3 separate regions of the Mus musculus genome follow, and all the other regions are linked to region 1. A link is a contact called in public ChIA-PET and promoter capture Hi-C data. All regions are on one chromosome and are shown on one strand. Each heading gives the region's core, a stretch centred on a gene start, on an enhancer-like site or on the middle of the called end of the contact. The rest is flanking DNA. Distances are from core to core; before and after follow the strand shown. Region 1 holds the start of Ptpn22 (protein tyrosine phosphatase, non-receptor type 22 (lymphoid)). Region 2 holds the start of Syt6 (synaptotagmin VI). Region 3 has its middle 41 kb from the start of Gm25869.

The links. Promoter capture Hi-C pulls out the DNA fragments that hold promoters and counts their contacts. ChIA-PET counts read pairs in DNA pulled down with a chosen protein or histone mark.
Region 2: a contact with region 1 is called in a promoter capture Hi-C map of neural stem cells. The contact joins the promoter of Syt6 here to the promoter of Ptpn22 in region 1. A contact is called at or near these places in 1 of 39 promoter capture datasets (neural stem cells) and 1 of 115 datasets of contacts at active chromatin or transcription factors (memory CD8 T cells).
Region 3: a contact with region 1 is called in an RNA polymerase II ChIA-PET map of memory CD8 T cells, with 2.7 times the contacts expected there. The contact joins the enhancer-like site here to the promoter of Ptpn22 in region 1. A contact is called at or near these places in 7 of 39 promoter capture datasets (the 3T3-L1 cell line, cranial neural crest, embryonic stem cells and 4 more), 1 of 15 datasets of contacts at CTCF or cohesin (the NIH/3T3 cell line), 7 of 484 Hi-C or Micro-C datasets (CD4 T cells, CD8 T cells, the G1E-ER4 cell line and 1 more) and 5 of 115 datasets of contacts at active chromatin or transcription factors (CD8 T cells, T-cell acute lymphoblastic leukemia, effector CD8 T cells and 2 more).

The regions. Positions count from the first base shown.
Region 1 is chr3:103,858,900-103,862,265 of GRCm38.p6, reverse strand. Ptpn22 (protein tyrosine phosphatase, non-receptor type 22 (lymphoid)) reads right to left here and starts at 1,989. Exons shown (of 21, transcript NM_008979.2): 1 at 1,776-1,989. The coding sequence starts at 1,862.
Region 2 is chr3:103,573,157-103,576,581 of GRCm38.p6, reverse strand. Syt6 (synaptotagmin VI) reads right to left here and starts at 1,337. Exons shown (of 8, transcript NM_018800.5): 1 at 1,042-1,337. The coding sequence starts at 1,204.
Region 3 is chr3:103,384,619-103,387,647 of GRCm38.p6, reverse strand. No RefSeq gene overlaps it. Among named protein-coding and RNA genes, the nearest start is that of Gm25869, 41 kb to the left of the region's middle. Within about 2 kb of position 1,552, at least 61 of the 459 cell types and tissues checked have an H3K27ac peak or open chromatin away from gene starts, as enhancers often do. A contact at or near this core is called in CD8 T cells, T-cell acute lymphoblastic leukemia, effector CD8 T cells and 3 more, where this site is marked.

The DNA.
Region 1 (3,366 bases), core at 740-3,239:
AAAGCAGTCAGGAGGTGGCAGCCAGTTTGGTAAGAGACTATAACGACCTCTACGAGTGGTTAAAATATTAGAGATATAGTCTGCTCTGTTTTGAAAAATACAACCCAAGTAAGACAAAGATGTCACTACCTCTCAGCTCACGTCCCCTCTATATCTTAATAAATTGCCTTAAGAATGTCTCAGTGATACAGTCAAAAGGCATGCTTGGATCTAAGTAGACACATAGGCAACTCTACCCTGTGCCTAAACTACCCTGAGAACTTGTGGCAGAAAGAAAATATTTAAGTGACACCATAAGCTGGCATAATATCTTAGCCTCAAAGTTGGGCCACTATATACTAGCCTGCTGTGCTATCTAATAGTGATATCTGTTCAGTGAAAACATCATGGATAGTTTTCTCTTCTAATATCTGGTGCCAGAACGCTAGTTCTGGAAGGCAAAGACATTTTGTTTACTATTGTATCTTAGTGTGAAGAAACAAAGTTGGTACATAGTAAGTGCTCCTAAATGATCCCTTTTCTGAGACACGGTCCCTCTCAGTCGCCTGGGCGAGCCTTGAACTCAAGATTTAACCCACCTCAGCCTTCCAAGTAACTGGGTCTCTGGGTGCCTCCAAAACACCTTGTTCTCATTTAATTATTATAATTAATGATATAATCATCACAATAATCCAAAATGAGATAGATAGGACATAAATTATTATCCTCATTTTTTTAACCTAGAAAACAAAGAGTTAGGGTGATTTGGGAACACGTTAAATATTTGATAATTTGAATGATGACCATGTCGATGTTCTTTATTTTTCTCAATTCAAAGCTGAAGGGCTAAGGCTTAACATTCTTACAGTTCTGAAATACCAATTAGAAGCTTTTAGAACACAGCAGGTTGGTGTGGTCGTACATGCCTTTGATCCCAGTGAGGCAGAGGCAGGAGGATCTTTTAAGTTCAAGGCCAAACCTGATCTACATAGTGAGCTCTAGGCCAGACAGAGCTACATACTGATACAAACAAACAAACAAACAAACAAACACTAAGCAAAAACCAAAAGCATGACAGGTGTGTCAAATACCATGTTATCTGATGTGCCTGACAGGGATGGAAAATGGGCCGCCCAGCTTTTGTTACACTGTTAACTATGGCTCCCTCTAAGTGGATTTGAGTTCTGGATAATCAAGTCCACCTGCTCCCAGGCTACCTTGCTCTCCATGTCTCTCACGTGTCTCTACTCCCCACTCTCCCTAGCCCACTTCTCCAGACAATATAAGTTAAAGAAGCCCAGCTATTGTTAAAAAGGAAAATGCCTATTCTAATAATCAACTTGTTTTCAAAGGGATAGGAGAAAAAGTGGCAAAATGAGAGTTTTTGGTGTTTTTCAAACCCCTGTTATCCCAATGATAGCCTATAGGGAAGCTAAAAATAACACGTAACATGAAAAGCTACTCTTATTAGTAATCTGAAGCATATGTCACAATGCAAATGCTTTCTGCAGATGTTCAGAAAGCATTAATATCCATACACCTGTCTATACCTTCTGTAGGACCATTAAGCTCAAAAGAACAAGCAAACCCAACATTAAAACCAGCCTACCTGGAGAAAACCCTGAGCACAGACACAACAAAGCCCAGAGAGGTTATGTTCTTAGGTCGCCTTCCTCCCTTCCACTCCAAACTCCATGGTCGTGTTATCCCTACAGCAATTGCGTCTAGGCAAACTGGGCCACCACAGACTGCTACACAGTTTATCTAAGAACTCTTCAGAGCATTCCAGAACTCACCAGAAATTCACTGGCAAACTCCTCACTGTTGAGTTTCTTTTTCTGGGCTTCTTTCAGTAGTTGCTGCAGAATTTCTCTTTGGTCCATGCCGCAGAGCAAGAGTCTGTGAGTAGGTTAAGGGAGGGCATGTCAAATATGTGTCATGGCCAAGGCAGCACCAAGAAGCCACTGCTGCTGCAGGAGCACAGCGTGCTGGAGGCTGTGGTTTACTGACTTCATCACAAGCCCTAGAGGAAATTAGTACAAAACTAGCTTCTGTGGTCACACAACAAAGCCATCATCTCCCTGCAGGGCCCTAGCGCCTTCCTTTCTCAACAAAGAAACTTGGCTACTGTTCAAATGTAACAAACAAGAGGCTAACCAGAACACAAACTGTGGTCTGCTTAGCTCAGAGACTGTTCCACGCTGTCAGTCTCAGACAGCACTCAGTTCTTCCATTCCCAGAAGAAAGGCAGAAAGTACAGCACTAACCTGTGAGTTCAGCTTTTCACATCCCAGTGAGCAGAAAGGCCTGGGTGACGCCCACCTATGCCCTGCTGCAGGAGAGGAGACAAACACTGGAGTTACCTATCTCCGACCCGGACCATTATCCCCAAAGTCTCCTATAGATATGATCATGGCAGACCTCTGCTCATCAAGCGGGCATTTTGTTTCAGAATTTGTCAAGCTTCCATTATAAACCTCACGTTTTTCTTTTAGAGGAAGCAAAGTCCACTGCTTCTGATGGTCCATCTCACCCGTGACTGGGGAAGTACTGGCCCTCATTAAGGGAAGTGTTGGTCTCTGTACTTCTTCAGACCTCCAGTAGCTTTGCAAACACTGAGAGTACAGCTCTACACAGGATGGGAAGCACCGGGGAGGCAGTTAGCACAATATCCCCAGAACGCACTGCTAGCAAACAGCGAAAGGACAAAACGGAACTAAAGCTAAAATATTGCTTGCTGAGAACCATACAGATTCTATCTAGGTCAGCCTGTCTGGAGAGAATTGAGGAGAGGTGGTGCAGTCCCAGCTCCTCAGGACTGTCCCCAGCTGCAAGATCACTTGAGTCTCAGAGTTTGAGACACCTGAGAAACAAAGTGAGCGCTCTCTCTCTCTCTCTCTCTCTCTCTCTCAGAAGGGGAGGGAGGAAGAATGAAAGAGGCTGAAGAATTCATGAAGACATGTTGACATTTTGATCCTACAGAGCCTATCTCAGAAAAGATCGCGTTTCAGGGAGCCGTCCACATCTGTGGTATCAGTGCCTTAACAAGGCAGGTTATTCCAGAGAATGCTTCCACATCTCCGTTTGCATAAATCCTCTCTTCGATGGGCACAAATCCACTCAAGATCTAATTCAGTGTGAAAACCCTTGCAAATGAGGAAGTTCAGTAAACAGAATGTTACAAAATTAGTTTCAAGTTAAAAAAAAAAACTGGGAAAGGTGTAGTTTGGACTTCCTCTATTAAGATATTAGCAACCCTTTCTGGTTTTACACTATTCAAACTCCCTTCAGAAAATCATGATTTTGAACACAAAACACGCTGCACCCTCTTCATTGAACCCTTGGCAGGCAATTTGAAGTTAGTATTTCACATAAAGAATTTCAAAT
Region 2 (3,425 bases), core at 88-2,587, 290 kb after region 1:
GCTGCCCCCGGGCCCTTCCCTCCGAGGGGACACGACCCATACTTCCTCTGTCCTGTACCCTCCTAATTGCGGGACAAAGGATCCCGCTGCAGCAGGAGAGCTTGGCGGCAAAGACTGGTGCAGCAGGTACATACCCGGGCCGGTCGGCTGTCACGCCGCGGACACTCCCGCGGCTCCCGCCGCCAGGGCGCGACACGCCACCCCTCTTGTCGCGACTCCCGCGAGACGTCGCGGCTGCACGCAGGACCGGGTCCCCGAGGGGCTCGGGCTCAGGACTCACCCGGGCTCAGGAGCTGGACTCGGCTCGGGCTGCCGCCTAGACTTGGCGGCTGCCGGGGTTGCGTCCGGCGCAGGGTCCGCGGGGCCGGGGCAGGAGGTTCCCGCCTGGCAAAGTCGGTGAGAGGCACCGGCTCAGTTGAACACCCGCCCGGAGTCCGAGTGAGTCAGAGAGAGACCGAGGAAGCGAGTTATAGGGGTGCCGGGTGGGGGTGGGGGTACGCCACGACACTCTCCCCACCCCGCCCCCCGTCCCCCCTCCCCCCCGGCGAGACGCAGACAGCCACTCGCTGCTGAGAAACCTGGACACAAAGACCGCGTGCCAGCTGCAGGCGCAAGTTTTTCCCAAGCCCAGTGGCACCGCCAGCCTTTACCCAGTCACTAATGAGCCCTGGATCCTAGATCCTGAACCCTGGACAGCCCCCCACCCCCTGAAACACAGCTTTCCTCCGTGCCCAGGACGTCTCCATTCCCCTCACCCTGGCCAATCGCTCCTGGGATGAGCCCAAGACACAAGGGAAACTGAGGCCCCAAGGATGCCGCATCTCCGGGCTCTCATAATTAGTGACCTGGAAGGAGAAGGGTTCTCTCCTCTCAGGTCCTCTTCGAATCTCTCCCTGCGGGCGGTGAGCCAGGGAACTGACCCAGACTGGGACTCCGAGCTAGACTTCTGAGGTTCTGGGGCCCTTGGGCTGGTACCTTGGGCAGGGGAGGCCACTGAGAAGAGAAATCCAGGAGTGGAGAGGGACCTGGGTCTCCCAGTACCTGAGTCTGCCGCGCTTGGACTCTGCTCCGGGGACTGCAGCTCGAAGCTCCGACAAGTCTCAACGTCCAGCCCGAGAGGGGGCGGCCGGGCCCGGCACAGAGAAGCCAGGACCGCGAGCGCCGCCTGGCACCGAGGCCCTCCGGCCCCCCAAACCCCGCTCATGCCCCGGACACTCAGGCCAGCGGAGTAGTGGCTCGAACTCCAGCCGCGGCCGGACTGGGGCGGGGTAAGAAGGCCCCAAGAAGACCCTCCCCGCAGCGGCCCCCTGAGGCTCCGCTCTGCTTTTAATCACTTCCCCGCAGGGTCCCCGCCCCTCACGTGGCATCCCGCGGCAGCTGGCAAGTCTGGCGCCTCACGGCCGCCCCCTCCACACTCAGGGACTTGCCTGAGTCCGGGCAGGTTCCAACCCCGCTGTCCCACATCATGCAGGATCAAGGCCAACTGAGTCCTCACTGCGGATATGACCTTGGGCCTTTCTGGGACTCAGTTTTCCATTTCGTAAACGAGGTGTAATAATTACTGGTGCTCTATGAGCTCCCTGGGAATATATAGGTAGTGCTTGTGAAAACGTTGGGGAAACTGCCACATGCCAAACAAGTGGGCATCGCAATAACACAACATAAAAAGGAGTGGTCTGACTGTATGGCGGGAGGACCCTGCAAAGAGAGTTAACAGGAGAAGTTAGCCAGACTTTCCGGGTCTGGGCTTCGGAGATATAAGACCCCAAGACGGCAGAGCGAGGGGAACTGTAAAGAAGACTTTCAGAGCCCCGCAATCTTGCGGTCCGAGGCACCCGCACGTTGCTATGGCGACTGGAGGCAGCGGCCGTCTCTCTCCATGGCAACAGGAGGAGAAAGTTTCTGAATAGGAGTGGGGAGCATTTCAGAAAGGGGTTCGGTTCCCACCAGACCCACCTCCACGCATCAGACCAAACCCACCATAAATAATATATTTTTGTATGAAGCATATATAACAAGGACCAAAAAGACGGAAATCTAAATAGGAGGCTAGACTGTAAAAGGAGCTCCCCTCAGGAACTGTGAAGTGAGACTCAGAAGCAGGGTGGCTGTTAGTTTCGGGATGCTTTCACCCAGGCCTGGAAATCTAGGAGCCATTGCTAACAGACAGGAGAGCGACTCCCTTAAGGCCCTATCACAGTAGACTCCCACCCTTCACCTATCATCATTGTGTTGCCTTTCCGAAGTAGGATCTGGGAAAGAAACTTTAGCTGGAGCCCCTGCACCTGCAGCTACGGGGCTGGTGTGTGCAAGTGAGAGTGGTCAGGGAGGAGGGTCCTTCCTCCGAATACACGTTAATTGGAGGTGGCTTGGGCTGCGACTCAGGTTCCAGAGAGAGGAGATTTGGAGCGGTAGCTCCAGACGATCACCACCATGCACCATCTGTACCAGCCGCATCAACTGGCCCTTATAGTTGCAAACACGAGACAGACAGTGCCCAGGGTAGCAAGAGAAAGGCCTCAACCTAAGAGACCTCTTCTCTCAGCCTGGAGGTTCTCCTAACAGGCGCAGTGTCCCTGTCCGCGGTGCTGAAGATTCGGTTGGTATAATCAGCTTGTGCGCGCTGTGTTAGGGAAGAGTGGGGAGGGGCTATTATAGCGGGTTCGCAGCTTCCACCCGGGTCCCTAGAGCCTGCCATAGAGAAGTGTGGGAACTTGAGCGGAAGGGACTGAGGACGGCTTGATCCATGGTTCAATCCAGACCACCTTCCAGGCAGTGGTGCTGGATTGCTGTTCCAACAACAGGTAAGCTTCTGCCTCTCCACTTGCCTTCCACCCACCTGAGGAACCCAGACGCCCGATATCCTCCCCTCCATCACCAATGTAGATTTCAGCCCCGAGGAGAGTTCGGAGTTCCGAGGCCCCAGGCAACACTCTCATTAGCAGCTTCCCAAGCGGGGGTTTTGTGTTTATGTAAAACACAAATGGAGAGCTGCTCTCTGCTGGTGTTTATGGCAACTCTCACTCCGCGGCGATTTCTCCCTCCTCCTCTCGAGTTTCCTGGGAACATTAGCAGAACAAAGCGCCTTGTTTCCCTTTGCAAAGAATGGAAAAACAAAACAAAACAAAAACAAAAACAAAAAACGGGGACCACCTTTCCAAGGGCTCAGGTCTGCGACGCAGGGAAATCAATATTTTGCTTAACACTGAGTAGGGGAATTTGCCTCTCCACTGAAAGGGAAGGAGCCTGTTCGGAGCAGAGCAGGTGGCAGGAGCTGAGAATTAACGGATAATTTCTCATTGTTCCCGGATCCAACCTCCACACTCGGCAGGCAGCTCTGCGTCTCTGGCATTTCTCAAGCTAACAGAGCGAAAGAGGTTCTGCCCTGACAGGGCTGCAGGAAGAAACCTGAGCTCCAGGCTCCT
Region 3 (3,029 bases), core at 303-2,802, 470 kb after region 1:
GGGGTTGGTTTTTGGTTTTTCTAGACAGGGTTTCCCTCTGTAGCCCTGGCTGTCCTGGAACTCACTCTGTAATCCAGGATGTCCCCAAACTCAGAGATTGCCTGCCTCTGCCTCCTGAGTGTGCCACCACTCCCAGCTCCTGTTCGTTTTCGAAGCCTGGCTGGCTAGGTCTGTAGACGCCATGTACTGTCCAAGGCTTCCCTAAGACAGCTCCTTCCCTAATTAAGTCATCCACGGCTGGTCTCTGATGTGTGTACTCAAGGACCCAAATAGTAAAGAATCAACAAGGGCTACAGGGAATTGGAGGGCTGGCTGGAAGATTGGATTTTAGAGAACAAGGCAGTAAAATCCAGCTAAGATTCAAGGAATCTGGCAGCTGCTGGCCCTGGGTGGTAAATTGCTAAAATTAAATTATCACTTAGAGTCACCTGGAATAAAAAAACCTCATTCAGGCAAAACGTTGAAGGCCATATTGCTACTCACACAGAGCAAAATGAAAAGCAGGAGTCACAGGAGCTGTTGTGAGTGTGACTTCTCCTACGAAGACTGGATAGATGAAAAAACGAGAAGTTTAAGCCTCTCTTTTCCCACCCGGAGATTTTCCAATAATGAGCAAAACCAACCTCTTCAAGCACAGCCAGGCTTCAACACCTGTTGAATTGATACCCACCCCGCCTTCCAGCTGCGGTGATAGTGGGTCACGTGGTTCAGGGAAGACTGTGACTCCAGAGTCTACTGTAAGGACACTTAACAAGATCTGAAGGACTCAAACTTCCTGAACGTTGAAACACCTGTGTCCTCTGCGTTCGCTTCTGACTAAAGTTCTGTCACTTCCTGCGCATGCGTCCTTGTGGGAGCACTCAGTCTCTTCTCGGTCACTCCCTGCGCATGCGTCCTTGTGAAAGAGCGCAGTCTCTGCTCTGTCACTCACTGCTTTACAGGTTTCTAAAGACAGTCAGACACCAATGTGGCCGGGAAGCAGAACTCTGAGCTTGTTATTACAAGAAAAGTTAAAGGCCCATCAAAAGACTGTCTGAGCCAGGCTTGTGCCTGCAATGCCAGCCCTCAGGAAGCTGAGTGAGACAGAGTCTTAAGTGAGGTCAACCTAGAATATTAGGTGACTCTCAACCATCTAGAACTCCAGTTCTAGCAGCTGATGCCCTCTTCTGGCCTCCGAAGTCACTGCATGTATACACACGGTACATAGGCACACATGCAGGCAACGCCCACATACATAAAATAAACTAAAAGCTAAAGAAAGATGGTTCTGGAAGAAAGCCAGCCAGACTGCAAAGATGGTGGGAGAGAAGCTCTTCTGAGGACAGTATTTTCTCTGCCTAGACCAGAGTGTGTGGTGTGGTGTGTGTGTGTGTGTGTGTGTGTGTGTGTGTGTGTGTGTGTGTGTGTGTAAGGCACATGCCATAGAAGGGAGTGGGGAGCCTCCAGCCTTAGATAAGTACATCTAATCGCTTAGCTGTTATGTATGTTATGTTAGCTATGTTATGTTATGTAGGAGGACTGTCTGAGAGCAGGGAGTTGTCCTATGTCTATAGACTGACTCAAACCTCTTCAAAGTCTCTGTGCAAAACAACAGCCACCACCATCGCCACCACCCCACCCTGGCCAAAATGAGCTAAGGTGCTGACTTCTGCCCACCACTCCCTCCCCACCACCTACCCCTCAAGATAAGCACCATTAAATTGTGGGTGGGTAGGAGGAGGAGCAGATCATGATGCACAAAGGTCTTTAAGCCAGGGCCAGAGTCCTCAGGCTTAGAAATCTATGTTCAGACTCAATGGGTGGCAGCTGGGACCAAGCAGAACCAAAAAGACCTAAGTCTAAGACAATACTAGCCTGGCCTGACAAATCTTGGGACTATGAACCAGGCAGTCTCTTTGCCTAAAATGGAGTTGAGACAGCCTCTGTGGGGTAGGTCAACTGGTAAACATCTTAGATGTGGTAGGTGTCAGCCCCTGAACCTTCTTCCTGTGTATGAAGAATTTGCCACAGGATGGAGGGCAAGAGGAAGAGCCCCTCCTTCCGCCAAGGCCCGTTCTCCCCCCGACTCTGTACCCATAGCATTTCAGGATGTGACACAGAGACATAGGGACAGCTCAGGTTCCACCCAGCCACTCTAGTGTGGCCCAAGATGGGAGGCAGTGTGTTCATTGAGGGACCAGCAGGTCCTGACCAGCTGGCCCTTGTGGTATGTCCCTGGAGAAGTGTCTAACCATTGTGCTTCCCCCACACTCCTGTGCATTCTCCTAGCCTGGTCTCCAGCTTGCCTGCCAATTCTGGACAGACCTAATATCATTCCATTAAATTCTTTTTGCTGCCTTGGTCACCCAGCCTGCTGCTGCCGCTGCTTAGATAAGAAGCGCCACTGGGGCAGTCAGCACAGATGCGGTTTGAAGTTGTGCCTGTGTGGATATGAAGTAAGCTGCAGAGAGAACCCCTGGGAAGGAGGAGACTGGGGTGGGGGAATCTATAAAGGGGAGTAGTGGGAGCTGGGGGTGTGCCTTGGTGGGGGCAGGGGGAGGAACAGCCAATGGAAGACACAGGAAGTGAAGAGACTTGAATACCAAGAAACGCAGTTCAAAGCTCACTATCTGAAACTGGAGTTATTCTGTTTGTGAATAAGGCACAAAGTAGGTCAGTGCCTTTCACACATGCCCTGAGCGCTGTAAGGAGAAAGAGTGACAGGGAGTGGAGATCACAGACGTGGGAAATGTCTTTGAGTCAACTTCATTTCTTCTCATTCTTCTATTGTTTTCTATTTTCATATGTGTGTGGAGCGCATATGTATATATGCATGTTTTGCCTGTATGTGTGTAAATTTGCATGTGTGGGTGCATGTGTGGAGGTTTGTGTAGAGATTCGAGGTTGATGGCAGGAGCCAGCCTCCATTGCTGTCCTACAAGGCAGGGTATCTCAATCAAACCCAGAGCGCTCCCAGACAGCTAATTCTTGCTAGTCAGCTAGCTTTGGGGGATCCCTTGTGCCCACCTTCCATGGCTGGAATCACAGAA